3 separate regions of the Zea mays genome follow, and regions 1 and 3 are each linked to region 2. Evidence: chromatin contacts called from public Hi-C data. All regions are on one chromosome and are shown on one strand. Each heading gives the region's core, a stretch centred on a gene start, on an enhancer-like site or on the middle of the called end of the contact. The rest is flanking DNA. Distances are from core to core; before and after follow the strand shown.

What was found. A called contact is a pair of places that touch in the nucleus more often than the background predicts.
Region 1: a contact with region 2 is called in a Hi-C map of tassel, with 1.9 times the contacts expected there. The contact joins the promoter of LOC103626415 here to the promoter of LOC103626412 in region 2. A contact is called at or near these places in 5 of 25 Hi-C or Micro-C datasets (ear, endosperm, leaf and 1 more).
Region 3: a Hi-C map of endosperm shows a contact between it and region 2, with 4 times the contacts expected there. The contact joins the promoter of LOC103626414 here to the promoter of LOC103626412 in region 2. A contact is called at or near these places in 6 of 25 Hi-C or Micro-C datasets (ear, endosperm, leaf and 1 more).

The regions. Positions count from the first base shown.
Region 1 is chr5:59,291,042-59,295,681 of Zm-B73-REFERENCE-NAM-5.0, forward strand. It overlaps LOC103626415 (auxin response factor 19), which reads left to right and starts at 3,029. Exons shown (of 14, transcript XM_008646822.3): 1 at 3,029-4,277. The coding sequence starts at 4,202.
Region 2 is chr5:59,101,793-59,106,237 of Zm-B73-REFERENCE-NAM-5.0, forward strand. It overlaps LOC103626412 (Rhomboid-like protein 14 mitochondrial), which reads left to right and starts at 2,467. Exons shown (of 2, transcript XM_008646820.4): 1 at 2,467-2,900; 2 at 3,200-4,362. The coding sequence starts at 2,661. The coding sequence ends at 3,997.
Region 3 is chr5:59,232,971-59,237,398 of Zm-B73-REFERENCE-NAM-5.0, forward strand. LOC103626414 (L-arabinokinase) reads left to right here and starts at 2,602. Exons shown (of 28, transcript XM_008646821.2): 1 at 2,602-2,998; 2 at 3,149-3,325; 3 at 3,426-3,509; 4 at 3,643-3,719; 5 at 3,813-3,879; 6 at 4,072-4,129; 7 at 4,226-4,293; 8 at 4,377-4,428. The coding sequence starts at 2,894.

The DNA of each region.
Region 1 (4,640 bases), core at 1,779-4,278, 190 kb after region 2:
TTGCCGTGCAAGTGATTAGTGTTTTGCATATTGTTCTTCAAGTATTCAATCACCTTAGTTGATTCTCATAAATTGTTTACTTGTTATCACTAGAGAATTTATACCTCTTGTTATATTGATTAAATTTCCCTAGTGTTTTTGATTTTAGTCAAAACTGTCTATTCACCCCCTCTAGCCGGTGTCCTAGATCCTACATCTGGACAGTCTGGTGCGCAAGACCAGGGCAGCCTTTGGTTTTCTTTTGCTCCTTTCTTTTGAACCCTTTCTTGGACTTTGTATTGGTTTGTTGTGAACCTTTGACACCTGTAGAACTTATAATCTAGAGCAAACTAGTTAGTCCAATTATTTATGTTGGGCAATTCAATCACCAAAATTATTTAGGAAAATGTTTGACTCTATTTCCCTTTCACCGGGCCAATGACGAGAAGGGAGAACTACGAGCAGGAGCAGCATCGACGAGGTGGACAGGATCACAGGAGGGAGCAAGGATAGAGTTAGCTCGTACCGTACTCGTCGTAGTTCAGGAGGACAGGAGGGAGAGAAGAGGGAGATCCACTTGCAGCGCCAATGAGGTGGACACCTACGAGCCGCCGACGATGGTTGCACACCGACGACCGAGCGCGATGTGGCGGCAGTCCTAGGGAGCAGTCGAGCAGGGAGAGGGAGCTAGGGTTACAAAATCGCCGATCGGATCGAGTGCGACTATGCGGGCATGGGCGAAATGTGTGGGCTTATGGCTAGGGGGAGGGGGGGTGGCGGGTTTAGGGTTTACCCCTACCGGGCCTAATCGTACCTGAGCAAATAAACGTGTCAGGTCCATGCCGGCCCGCCGTACTACTACATTAAAACTCGTTACGAACATAATATTTTGGTGTAATTATATGTGTGCTATCGATGATATATATTTGGATTGGTAGCATATAGAATAAAGTAAATACTCCCTCCGTTTCTTTTTATTTGTCGCTGGATAGTGCAAAATTACACTATCCAGCGACAAATAAAAAGAAACGGAGGGAGTATTATCTTGTCATACATGAAAATATAGTACTAGTGGCTAGTGCATGCAAGGAGCAAAGTTACAGTGCATGCAAGGAGCAAAGGGACGCTGCGCGGTGGTACTCGTGTAAGGGAAGAGGATGCCTTGCCCGAAACAAGATGCGCCAGAAGCCACACGATGGGCTGCGCGAGCTCGGAGCAGATTCTTCCTTGAGTCGGATACTCAGATGCCATGCCATGTCTTGTCCCTCCGGCAACGGCGGCCTAGCTGCAGCTGGTAGAGGCCTGGCCCGGCTTCACTTCCATGCATCATCACCCTGCCTGGTGCTGGTGCCGGTGCCGGTGCCGGTGCCGGTGTCTGCTCTGCTCTTCTCCTTTTTTTTGTCCTCTTGCGCGTCACGCTCGCCTCCGTCGCATCGTCCGACGTCCTTTGGCTCGCTGCCGTCCCGGAGGCCGGAGCCCACTGTCATGTCACGTTGGCACGCCAGCCCCACGTCATATATTCGGTGCCACCGTACGCACAGCACAGCACAGCCAGGATTGGCAGCTGAAAACCCGGCCGTCGTGGTGCCAAAACGGTAGTAGGGTACTTGCAGTTGCAGGCTTCCAGCACGCCGAGGCCGGAGCCAAGCCAACGAACGTATTCAAAGTTTAACAAATCAATGTATGACGTATATATACCAGTATACAAACCATTACCGCTTATAAAAAAAATGAAAGACGGATTTGAACACTTAGCAAAAAAAAGGGGGGGCCGAAAGCTAACTTGTCACTTGCCTTTTGTCGAGTAAATAAAGTTTTCAAGAAAAGGGGCGGGGGCGGTACCCTGGCCAGCAAAAAGATAGGGAGGGATCTCCCGTCTCCGGAGGGCAGGTCCGGGAATCTACGCCTCTCCTTTTTCGTTTGCGGCAGTTTACACCGTGCCTGTACCTGCGCTGCACCTTTTTCAATATACAAACTCGCTAGGGGGAAGTAAAAAGGCTTTGCTTTCGGTTTCGGTCCATGGTGATGGAACGGCGACGAGAATATTATATATCATTGTACACGTATCGAGGCGTGGGAATAAAAAGGAAAAGGCGCCGGAACCGGAACTAAAAAAAGGGCGTCGGAATAGTATTAGCGCTTCGGCGCCGTAAGGAGTATAATTATTGGTAGATGATTTAGGGTTTGAAATCACATCCTGCTATGCGCACAACTGCATGCTACACCACGCATTTGAGCGCGGGGAATGCATTTGCATGCACGCACAGGAGCGGCCGGAACACAAGTCAGCCGCGTTGCCCGCGTGCACATGTGCACGCATATGCATGGCCTGTGCCTGCGTCTGCGCGCGCGCGTTTGGCTATCCTGATAATATTTGCATTGCAGGCACGCCGACTGATGTGTTCTGGTCTGGTCCATGGATGATGGCTCTCGTAGTTCCGTTGGGGTGGCACAGCATGCATGCAGCCTGCGAGCCGAGCGTGACGGGTGCGATTCCATCCCATCCCATCCAGTTTGTTTGGCAGGGGAGGACTGGCTGGGAGAAAAAGGGTGGTGGAACCCGACAGACAGACAGACGGCAGGCCTCGCAACCCGGGTCGGGCGCGGTCAAGTCAAACCCACCGACGCGCGTTTCGGGGCGGGGCACAGGGGGCAACATGACGACGACGAGTAGGGAAAGATGACAACACAACACCACGCCGTGCACAGACAGTGCTCCCCCGAAACGCGCCAGGGTTTGGGTTTCTACTGCTGCTGCTGCTCATCCATCCGCACAGGGCCCGTCCCTCCGCAGTTGGAGGAACGTGTTTCCCGCGTCCGGGTGGGTCGGGGGCCCGCCGGCCCTGTCTGGGTTTGAAACACGACTGCCACGGGGGTCCAATCCAAATGAAGCGTAAAAATGACTGGAGCGAAAAATGCCGTGAGCACGGCGCGTCCGCAGCACTCCAGAGAGCGAAAGCGCAAAAAAAAAAAAAAAAGAGCCAAGAGGCCGCCGGAGAAACACGAGCGAGTATATAGCGTGCGCTTCGTCATCACCCACGACCACGAGCAAAACGAGGCCTTGCCTCTCCTCCTCCCTCTCCCCTCTCCGCCTCTTCGGCCGCGCGGGGACGGACGGACGCCTACTATACGTGCCATCGACGCCATCGACGCCATTCCGCCCGTAGTGCCACATCGGACGCTTGCCTCTTGGCAGGTCGCCCGGATTCCTTTGCGGGCTGATCAACTACGCTCGGCCCAGCGGACGATGCTCGGCCTGACGATAGACCCGCGTCTAATCTAAAAAAGAAGAAGACACAAGTATCACGTATTTTGAGTTTTTTTCCAAACAGTTCTACAAGTAATCAAGTTTATACAAATACCACTAACGGTCTATGGCGCCGAACAAAGATAAATTACATTAATCTTCGAATATACGTACTCTCTCTCTCTCTCCTCCAGCAACAGGATACGGATGGTCGGCCAAGGCAACCATGCTCCTTAGCATATTATTTGCTCTCCTCCCATGACATTTGTTTAACCCGGTGGGTGTGGGTTAGCACATGGGCAAGAGGTAGCGTCCATGATGGAGCTGGTGAGTGTCCAAACTACAAACAGATGCACCCCCGGGTTCCCGTCGAAATGCTCCTCTAATCACCCACCCACCTGGTCCTTGTAGGGGCTGGGCTCTAGGGTGGGAGAAAACGGAACACCCCGGGTGGCCCCACACGCGCACATCGGGAGATGCCCGCCTGACCTCTACGCCTCCGGCCGTCCCCCTCTCTCTCTCACTTTCTCTTCTCTCTCCCCGGCCAGACACAAAAACTTTTACTTCCCCGAGGCGAGGCCCGCAGAAGCAGAGCAACGCACCAGCACGCACAGGCACATCTCCCCTACAACACGCATGCCCACGCTCTAGCTAGAGAAGCCGCCCTGCCCTGCTGTGGTGGTGGTCTAGAGACAAACAAGCCTTTGGTCTCCGTGCGTGTATCATCGTGTTGGTCTGCCTCCCTCCCTCCCTCGGCCCGCCCCCCTGCCTGCCTTCTCGCGCCCGCTTCCACCCCTGTCCCTCCCGTGTCGGAGGGGACACGCGCGGCCGCGTGGGACGGGCGCACGGGCCTGCTCGCCTGCTCCGGCGCCGCCCATGCGCGGGGCCCGCTAGCTAGCCGACCTCTCCCTCCCCCTCTCTCTCTCTCCATCGAGCGCTTGGTTGGCTAGCCGACGGTCCGGGACGCGGAGGGAGATGATCAAGCAGCAGCAGCAGCAGGCGCCGCCGGCGCCTGCTCCGGCGGCAGCGCCGCCGCCCAGCGCATGTGAAGGTATGCAGCGCTTGTTGATGGCAGCCTGGCGGGAATGGAATAGTGTCATCTTGGCTTTATATCGAGCTATTCTTCGTGGTGGGTGGGATCGGAAAGCCCCTTTTGTTTTCCCGGCTGGACTTCTGGCCGCGGTTTTTTTCTTTCCCAAAGCGTTCTTCTTCGGCTTCTGTGATTTCTGGAGATTTGCGGTGGGTTTTTTCTTCTGTTCACAAAGGAGAGAGAAAAAAAGACGCCGCTGACCTCGCCGTCGCGGTCGTCGCCGGCCACTGGCGCGGAGAAGTGCATGATTATTCTGCATTTATGCTCCTCCGTGTTCCCCCCCACGAGCTCCCGTCTGGCGGTTCTTGAGTAGCAGTATGCTTC
Region 2 (4,445 bases), core at 1,217-3,716:
GGGTTACAGATCGTGGAAAAAGGCCTATGTTCCTTTTGCCTGAAACCGTAGCGGATTTTCTCATACAAGTGAAATTTGTAAAAGCAACGTAGTGAGCCCTTGCCTACTCACCTTAGTAGTGTTTAAGAGTCTGCGCAACCCGGGGCAAAAGGGGGATCACGGCTCGTGGGTAAAGATGTGCAAGTAATGTGTAAAACTGGTATATGAGTCGTGCTCACGGTCATGAGGGGCTTGGGCCTCTCACATGAGTAAATTATGGAATTAAACTTAATCTATCATACATTGCATTGTGGGTATTTACTTATTTGTGATCAATTATATTATTAGGTTAATATGCACTTATACTTAGTAATTGCTAATAAAATTTTGACCAACAATGTTAAAAGCAATGTTCAACCTTAACCATCTTTCTTGGTTAGCCTTACATTACATTGTTTCCCACATTTGCTGAGCGATGACCTATGAGAGCTCATCCTTGTTATAACCACACTAGGTCAAGAGCAAGTACCACCAGAGGAGGACTATTACGATGAGTTCGATGAGATCTAGACATCGTCTCCCAGTCAACTGTGAGTGGAGATAATTATCTTAGTTCGATTTATTTTATTATCAGTTATTTATAAGACATTCTCGTTATAATAAAGAGGATGACATTTGTCTATATACACTGAGTCATTGTATGTGTGGAACTCGATTCTGACGCACATATAAGATGCATCCGGATTTGCCCTTAATTTCGGATGTGACACCCGTGGACCATCCGGGACAAGAACAATTCAGACTACATGGCTAGACCGTTCGGCCTTTTTAGGTGCTAAATATGGTGCTCAACAACAAGGATGAAAATCAGGGATTAACGCCATTGTCGTCTCGAAACACTACTAACCTAGCTTGATAGGATTCGGACACCAGGTTATCTGGAGGTGGAGGTGACATGAATGCAGGGAGGAATAGGGATGCACGTCAGCCGCGGTATGTGTAGGGGTGGATAACGAGCCAGCTCGGCTCGGCTCGTCCGAGTTCGAGCTGGCTCGTTAAGCTAACGAGCCAGCTCGGCTCGGCTCGTTAAGGTAACGAGCCACAGAGTCAGCTCGGCTCGGCTCGTTTACGAGCTCGAGCTGGCTCGTTTAGCTCGCGAGCCAGAGCAGAAAAAAATAAAATGTACATAATAATTATTTTTTAGTTAATTTCAAACTAATTTAACAATAGAAAATAATAATTATACTCATAGTTTCACAAACCACGTCAATATAACACCAAATTAGCACAATTCATCACTCATTAATTCACAATTCACATACATGCTCATCAGTTTAACCCATAATTATATTTGCATAAACCAAATTAACACATAGACATAGTTCATTAATCATTAGTTTAATTCATAGGCCATAAACACCTCACATATATATAACATGTTCATCAATTATTTTGTAAATGATATGCATATAGTTTCGTTTTGCTGGAATATGGTAGCTCGTTTAGCTCGCGAGCTGGCTCATTAACGAACCGAGCTGGCTCATTAACGAACCGAGCTAGGATGTTAGCTCAGCTCGTGAAAAAATTCAAACGAGCCGATCCGAGCCGAGCCGAGCTGACCACGAACCGAGCGAGCCAGCGAGCCACGAGTATTTCGTCCAGCCCTAGGTATGTGCTCCGGCCACAGGAAGGACGGGATGAGCGCCCTCCGCTAGTGGACGGGAGAGATACGAGGATCGATGGAAATGAAAAGGCACGGAAAAAACCGAGAAGGGTAAGAGGGTGTTTGGAAGTAAAATATTGTTAGAGTTTTAAGGTAATACTAAGATATTGAACAATATTATAATATCTATTTGTTAAGTGTAATTGGTGAAAGGAAAATAGGGTTAACCATTTCTTATAATTAATTTTAGTGGTTGATGACCAACACAAACACGTGGACTAACTAGTTTGTATAGATATTATATATTATAGGTGCATTAGGTTCGACACAAGCCAAGAAAGAAATCAAGTTAATGACTCATTCAAAAATAGAGCAAAGAAACTGAGTGTGCTAATTTTTAACGCACCGGACACTGTATTCTCCCTCCTTCCTCCTTCGCTGTATTCTCCCTTCCTAACTCTAATGTGTATGCAGGCACAGGGGGCTGAAGCCCCAAGACCACAGGATCCACCATTGGTTTTAAATGTGTAAAAAATATTATGGTTGTGTCATCATATTTTAAACCCATAATATTATTTAAAATACTTTACTTGTAACATGCCTTAAAAGAGTCATCTGGACATTGCAACAATATTCTTATATTCATGTGGGTATTCTGACGAATTAACGGTTCGATGGGCATTTCGGCTAAGCCACGTCTTGTGTATTTTTCCAAATATCTCACCGTAGACGCCAGACGGACGCCTCCGCTTCCGGCTTCTCCGTTTCTAGGCCACGGCCCATGTGGTTTTAGCCCGTGTATCTCGGACCGAGTCCAGCGGGGAGACCGAGTGCCTGCCTGGGCCTGGCGTTGAGCCGAGGCCCATTGAGCCCAGAGGGAGAGTGTTTGGAAGCTTCGATTGCGTCCCCGCCGGTCCATGCTCCATCCGGCTTCCCTTGCCGCAACCGCAAGCCCCGGCCCCGCAAGGCGATAGGAAGCCGGCAGTTCAGCCGCGGCTTCGGTTCCGCCGTTCCGGAGATGGGGTCCGGCATGAGCAGCGCCCGGCGGCGCCGCTTCGGCCTGGAGGCGTCGCGGGGGATGCTGCCCCTGCTGGCTCTGCAGGTGCTCATCGAGTACGGCCGCGCGGGGGCCTCCCGCCCGCCCGTCACGGCCGCGCTGCTCGCCGCCAACTCACTCGTCTACCTCCGCCCCGGCGCGCTCGACGGGGTCCTGCCCTCGCTCGCGCGCGTCTCCTTCAACCCTCAGCTCATCATCGAGGTGCCTGACCTTTTTTAACACAGACGTGACCAGTGCTTACGAAATTGCCTTTCCTTTCCTTTCGCTGCGGAATTTAACGAGATTGCCTTTCTTTTTTATTTTTTATGTGAAATTTACCCTGCAAATTCATACCCGAAGTCGAATTTTCAGTTCCAGTGAGGACACGAATAGCTCTGTTTTCAATTTAAGTCCCAAGCCTGATTATGATGAACAGTCTTGCAGTATCGCGACTTAATCTCCCAACCGCACATGTATTCAGTTCCTGGCACCAAGACTGATTATGGTGAACATTTTTGCAGTATGGCGACTTGACGCGCTTTTTCCTGTCACCCTTCTACCACTTGAGTGAAAGTCACCTCTTCTACAACATGACGTCGCTGCTGTGGAAGGGCATTCATCTCGAGACATCAATGGGTAGTGCCGAGTTTGCTTCCATGGTCGCGGTGCTGCTTGGCCTGTCGCAGGGTATCACGCTGCTCCTGTCCAGAGGCTTACTCTTGCTCGGTGACGATACCATGTACTATGATCAGCATGCCGTTGGATTCTCTGGTGTTCTGTTTGCCATGAAGGTTGTGCTGAACGCCTGGTCAGACGATTTCGTGTATCTGCACGGGATGGTTATTCCAGCGAAATACGCTGCCTGGGCGGAGTTGATCCTCATCCAGGTTTTTATTCCTGGGACATCCTTTCTTGGCCATCTTGGTGGGATACTTGCTGGACTGGTTTACCTTTGGCTGAAGCGTGCATCCAATGGGCCAGATCCGATCACTCTTTTGATCTCAAGCGTTGCCAATGTTGTGACCTGGCCAGTGAGGTTCGCTCAGAATCTTCTACGGTCTGCCCGTTCACAGGGCCGCGTAACAGGTCGGGGCAGGGTTGGGCGCCGCATATCAGCAAGAGATAGCCCTCGAGGTTTTTGGAGATGCCCAACCTGCACCTATGATAATTCAGTTTCCACAGATATCTGTGAGATGTGCAGCACTGCACGAGATAACCATGCTTTTTTGCGGAGACAGCATCATCAAGCCGTAGGTAACACGGTGGAACTCCCTGTTGATGAGATGCGCCGTAGGAGGCTGCAAAGGTTTGACAGATGATGTAAATCATTGTTGTCAGTACACACATTGTGCGCTGCTGAACACAGTTGAAGTATGGCAGGTCCATTCCTCTGCTTGATGGTTTTGGCACATTTGTCTCTTCTCATGATGATGAATGCTTTACTTTACACAATTGAAATTTTCATCATTATGTGAAGGAGACTCCTACTGATTTAGCATTATCCTTTACAAGTTTAGATTGTTTCAAAGCCTTGGAAACAATTAGTTATTGCCTAATTTTGTATAAATTATGCCAGGGCATGTTGAAATCAAAGTACTTGAGCATATCTATCTTCTGTTTATGGCAACCATTGAGATTTAACCTTCAGAATATTTGATTATTGGAAATCCGCTATTGATTGTCATACCATAAGCATCTTCTGCTCATCTACTATCTATTACTCATACTCAGTGTGTTCCCAGTTATAGTTCGTCCAAAGTATATTTC
Region 3 (4,428 bases), core at 1,352-3,851, 130 kb after region 2:
GTGAGATAGATAAGGACAAGATCATGGACGCCAAAACTTACAACAAAAAGGTTAAGGCTAAGTCATTTTAGGTAGGAGACCTGGTATGGAAGACCATCTTGCCACTGAGGGGCAGAGACCTGAAGTTCGGGAAATGGTCGCCAAGCTGGGAAGGCCCTTACAAGATCACACAGGTAATATCTGGTAACACCTACATGTTGCAAAAATTATAAGGTGAGGACTTACCCAAGGTACTAAACGGGTGTTTCCTGGAGCAATATCATCATAGTATGTGGCAAGATGCTTAAGAGAATTGATGTGGTCACATCGAGTTGATTCCAGCCTGCACCAGTGCTTTTGGTTCGTTCAGCTTCTCCAAAAGGTAGGGGACATGTATTGAGCACCATTTGTGGCACTGGGCATGGTCGGACGGTCCGACCTTGAGGACCCGATGCTTGGACGGTCAACCCATAGGCGCGAACGAACCACCCATAGGCGCAGACGGTCCGCAAATAGATCGAATCAGACGTAACTAATCTCTTTTCCGTGCGAGTTTATCCCTTTAAATCTACGGTTTCTTTTGGAAAATGCCTATGAATGGGTCCATACCTCCCCCTATATATATTAAGGGGTATGGCCGATTGGAGACACCAACGATAGATCAAACAATCAATTTATCTTCCGTTCTTTACTTTTTTTTCCTAGTAGTAACATAGTTTTCTTCCTCTAATCTTCACCTCTCTCCGACTCTACATTGTTTAGAGGCGTCTTGGGTGGCCTGCCGACCCCAATACAAACCCTATGATCTCTCCTCCCCGACGGGGTCCATTCCGGGAGTGAAATCTAGGTGTCGTTGGCGAACTTCATTGCCTCTACGCACGCATGGACCGTCCGACCATCAGGCGTGGCCCGTCCGGCTCGTTGGCAGAAATCCTAGCCTCTACGTCAGGTCGCGAACTGTCCGACCCTCGGTCGCGGATCGTCCGACCCTCGACCGCGGACCGTCCGCGCTTCCACAAAGAGCACCGCTGCTGGTACACATCACAGTGATTAGCGTCCAGATCAGCGTTAACAACTGGGTTCAGATCCAATAATCACAACATATCAAATCTTTTTTGTAAATAGTGAATATAAATGAGATTTGCTAAAAATATTTAGGGTGAGCTAACTCGACTAAAGTACTTTTAGCTTCGCTATGGTCAAAGAAGTCAAAGTCGTGAACATCAACTAAATAGGCAAATCATTATTTTTTGCAAAGATGAAAAGTGATGGAAAAGATATAGTATTTTTCACATATTTAAACAATAACAAAACTAATTTGTATTTCCATTAATAAACGGTTAGCAGATTGTCGTTTGTTTTAATAAATAAATAGTTTTATACCCATTATGACAAATCCAATGCTTCAAGTTTTTTTATATTTATATAACAAATCTAAGATTTATTATAAAAAATATTATTAGATTAATTGTAAAACATACTTTCATAATAAATTAATCTATAGATATAGATTTAAATATTATTTTACTATTCACTCCAACCTAAATTATAAAGCATTCTAATTTTAAAGATAGTCAAAACATATCAAGTTTAATCAAATAAAATTATGATACCCAACCCAATAGATATTATTATATTTTTATAGTATACCTATTTTATATTATAATTTTTTATATTTTCTATTATTTTGATCAGATCTAAATCAAAGATGCTTTGACTCTTCGAGAAAATTAGAATATTTTATAATTTAAAATAAAGTGAACATAAATTTGGTCGACTTTAAATGTATACCATTATAATCAATTTAAGTTTCGCAAAATTCATCCAACCAAATCACCTCACGCTCATAATATACACTAAATCCACAAGATAAATTACATCTAGATATAACACATCATCAAATCAAACAATAATTCAGATTGTTGAATAATCTCTATATCTTACTCACTCAATTTCATGGACAATATTGCCTCTCTCCCACCTAGAGATGGCAATGGGTACCCGAAACTCGAAACCCGATGGGTTTTTACCCCATTAGGGTACGGGTTTGGGCCAATTTTCATACCCATGGATTTGTTAATGGGCATAAATCTGTACCCAGCGGGTTTATGGGTACGGGTTTGTTCCTATAGTACCCAAACCCGTGAACCCGTGGGTTTTTTTAAACCCGACCAAACCTAGTGCATATTGCATTTTATTTTATAAACGAACAACAAACTTGTTATTCCTTATTTACTTCATAATTTTTACCAATTGGTGAATGTACCAGTGAACCAGAGTGTTGCTTGCTTGCTATTATAGTTTTTACTAGCGTTATATATGTGGTGGATGGATAACTTAGTGCAAGGTCACTTAATTATACAACTTATTATTTGTATTTCATTCTCTCTACTAATATTTTTATACCAAATCATGAACTCGTTGTTCATTACATAGATTTTGGATCATGATATCATTAATCATTACGATACTTATTGATTATGAGAAGATAAGTATATTGGGGATGAAACCCGCGGGTAACCCATGAGTACCCGTTAACCCGATGGGTACGGGTTTGGGCAAAATCTCAAACTCATCATAGGTACGGGTTTTTTAATGGCTATAGATATTTTTCACGGATACGGGTCAAAACATAGTGGGTTTGTACCGTTTTCCATCTCTACTCCCACCACCGCGTCAACCAGTCTCTCCGGCTCTCCTCGTCCGGAGTATGTTCGAGTGGAGAGAGTAGTTGACTTGCGAGTTAGACAGGTAGACTACTCGGGGTCGGGGCAGCCAAGGCCAGGTGGGTCCCCCGAACTCACTCACGGTCACGGCAACCGCCGCCGCGACGCCATCAACGGCATCATCCCATTTCCACTTGGATCCCAACTTCCCAAGCCACCTCTGCTTCTCCTCCGTCTCGTCGTCGGCCATGACACCCGCCGGTGGCGCCAACCACTCCCCGGCGCCGCGTAGCCTGGTATTCGCCTTCTACCTCACCGGCCATGGCTTCGGCCACGCCACCCGCGCCATCGAGGTCAGTCAGCCAGTCCCTCCCGCCGTCTCGCTTCGGGCATTGTTCCGGCTACCAGCACCCCCAACTACTCGTGCTCGTTCATTTCCCGTCCAAGGTCTCACCTCCGAAAATTTTGCCTGCATTTGTGTGGCGTGGCTCCGTGGATCGTAGGTGGTGCGGCACCTGATCGCGGACGGGCACGAGGTGCACGTGGCGACGGCCGTGCCGGAGTTCGTCTTCACCGCCGAGGTGCGGTCCCCGCGCCTCCGCATCCGCAGGGTTATCCTCGACTGCGGCGCCGTCCAGGCAGATGCCCTCACCGTCGACCCTCTCGCCACGCTGGATAAGGTATCCTCGGCTCTTCGCCTCTCACGATCTTTGATCTCTCATCGTTCCCGTGTCGTGACTCGTGATGGCTGCCGCCTGATGCTCCGGTTACGAAATGCAGTACCGTGAGGCGGCAGTGTTACCCCGCGAGTTCATCCTCAGGGCCGAGGCTGAGTGGCTTAGCTCCATCAAGGCAGACCTTGTGGTACTCTCTCTAGTCTCCACTGCTGTTCTGTGATCAGACATTCAGTCAGTGTTCAACTGATGGATGTAGGCATCATGTGTGGGCAATGTCTGAACTCCAAAGTGAACTGGGATGTGATGTGCTTTTGGGACAGGTCTCGGATGTTGTTCCTATTGTGTGCAAGGTGGCTTCAGATCTGGGTGTCCGCTCTGTATGCATTGGGAATTTTAGGTATGCTTCACCATACTGTTTGCATTTTGTCTGATTGCATTAGGGACTTCCGCTCTGTAGTTTACCTTTTGTATGACTGTTTGCATTTTGCAGTTGGGACTTCATATATGCTGAATACATCATGGAGGCTGGATATCATCACCGATCTATTGTGTGGCAGGTATTAAATTTTTACCATGTCAGGATCATAAGTTTCCCTTTTATGGAATTACCTAAATACTGATCCATAGATCATTTGCAAGTATGCCCTGACTCACCACAATATGTCTTCCTTAGTACAGTACATATTATGGCAATGTATACTTTACTTTTTTCAGTAACCATTTAATGAATTATATATCTAAATATACAGATAGCAGAGGATTACTCCCATTGTGACATATTACTTCGACTACCTGGATATGGCCCAAGTATACTCAACTATATTTGGTTACTCTTTTTTCCTTAAAAATTGTGTTCCCTGTTTCTCAGTTATCATGAAAATAGAGTATTATTTCATTCCATAGTGCCGGCTTTTCGCAACGTCATTGATGTGCCTCTTGTGGTTAGAGGATTACGCAAATCTAGATCTGAGGTTTGTATTCTGCTGGAGAACGGTATTCTGCCTTGACAAAATTCTTTGTTCCTTATTCACATGTTTCAGTTGTGATCTATTAGGTGAGGAAGGAACTAGGAATTGAGGAGAATGCTAAGGTGCTCGTTTTTAATT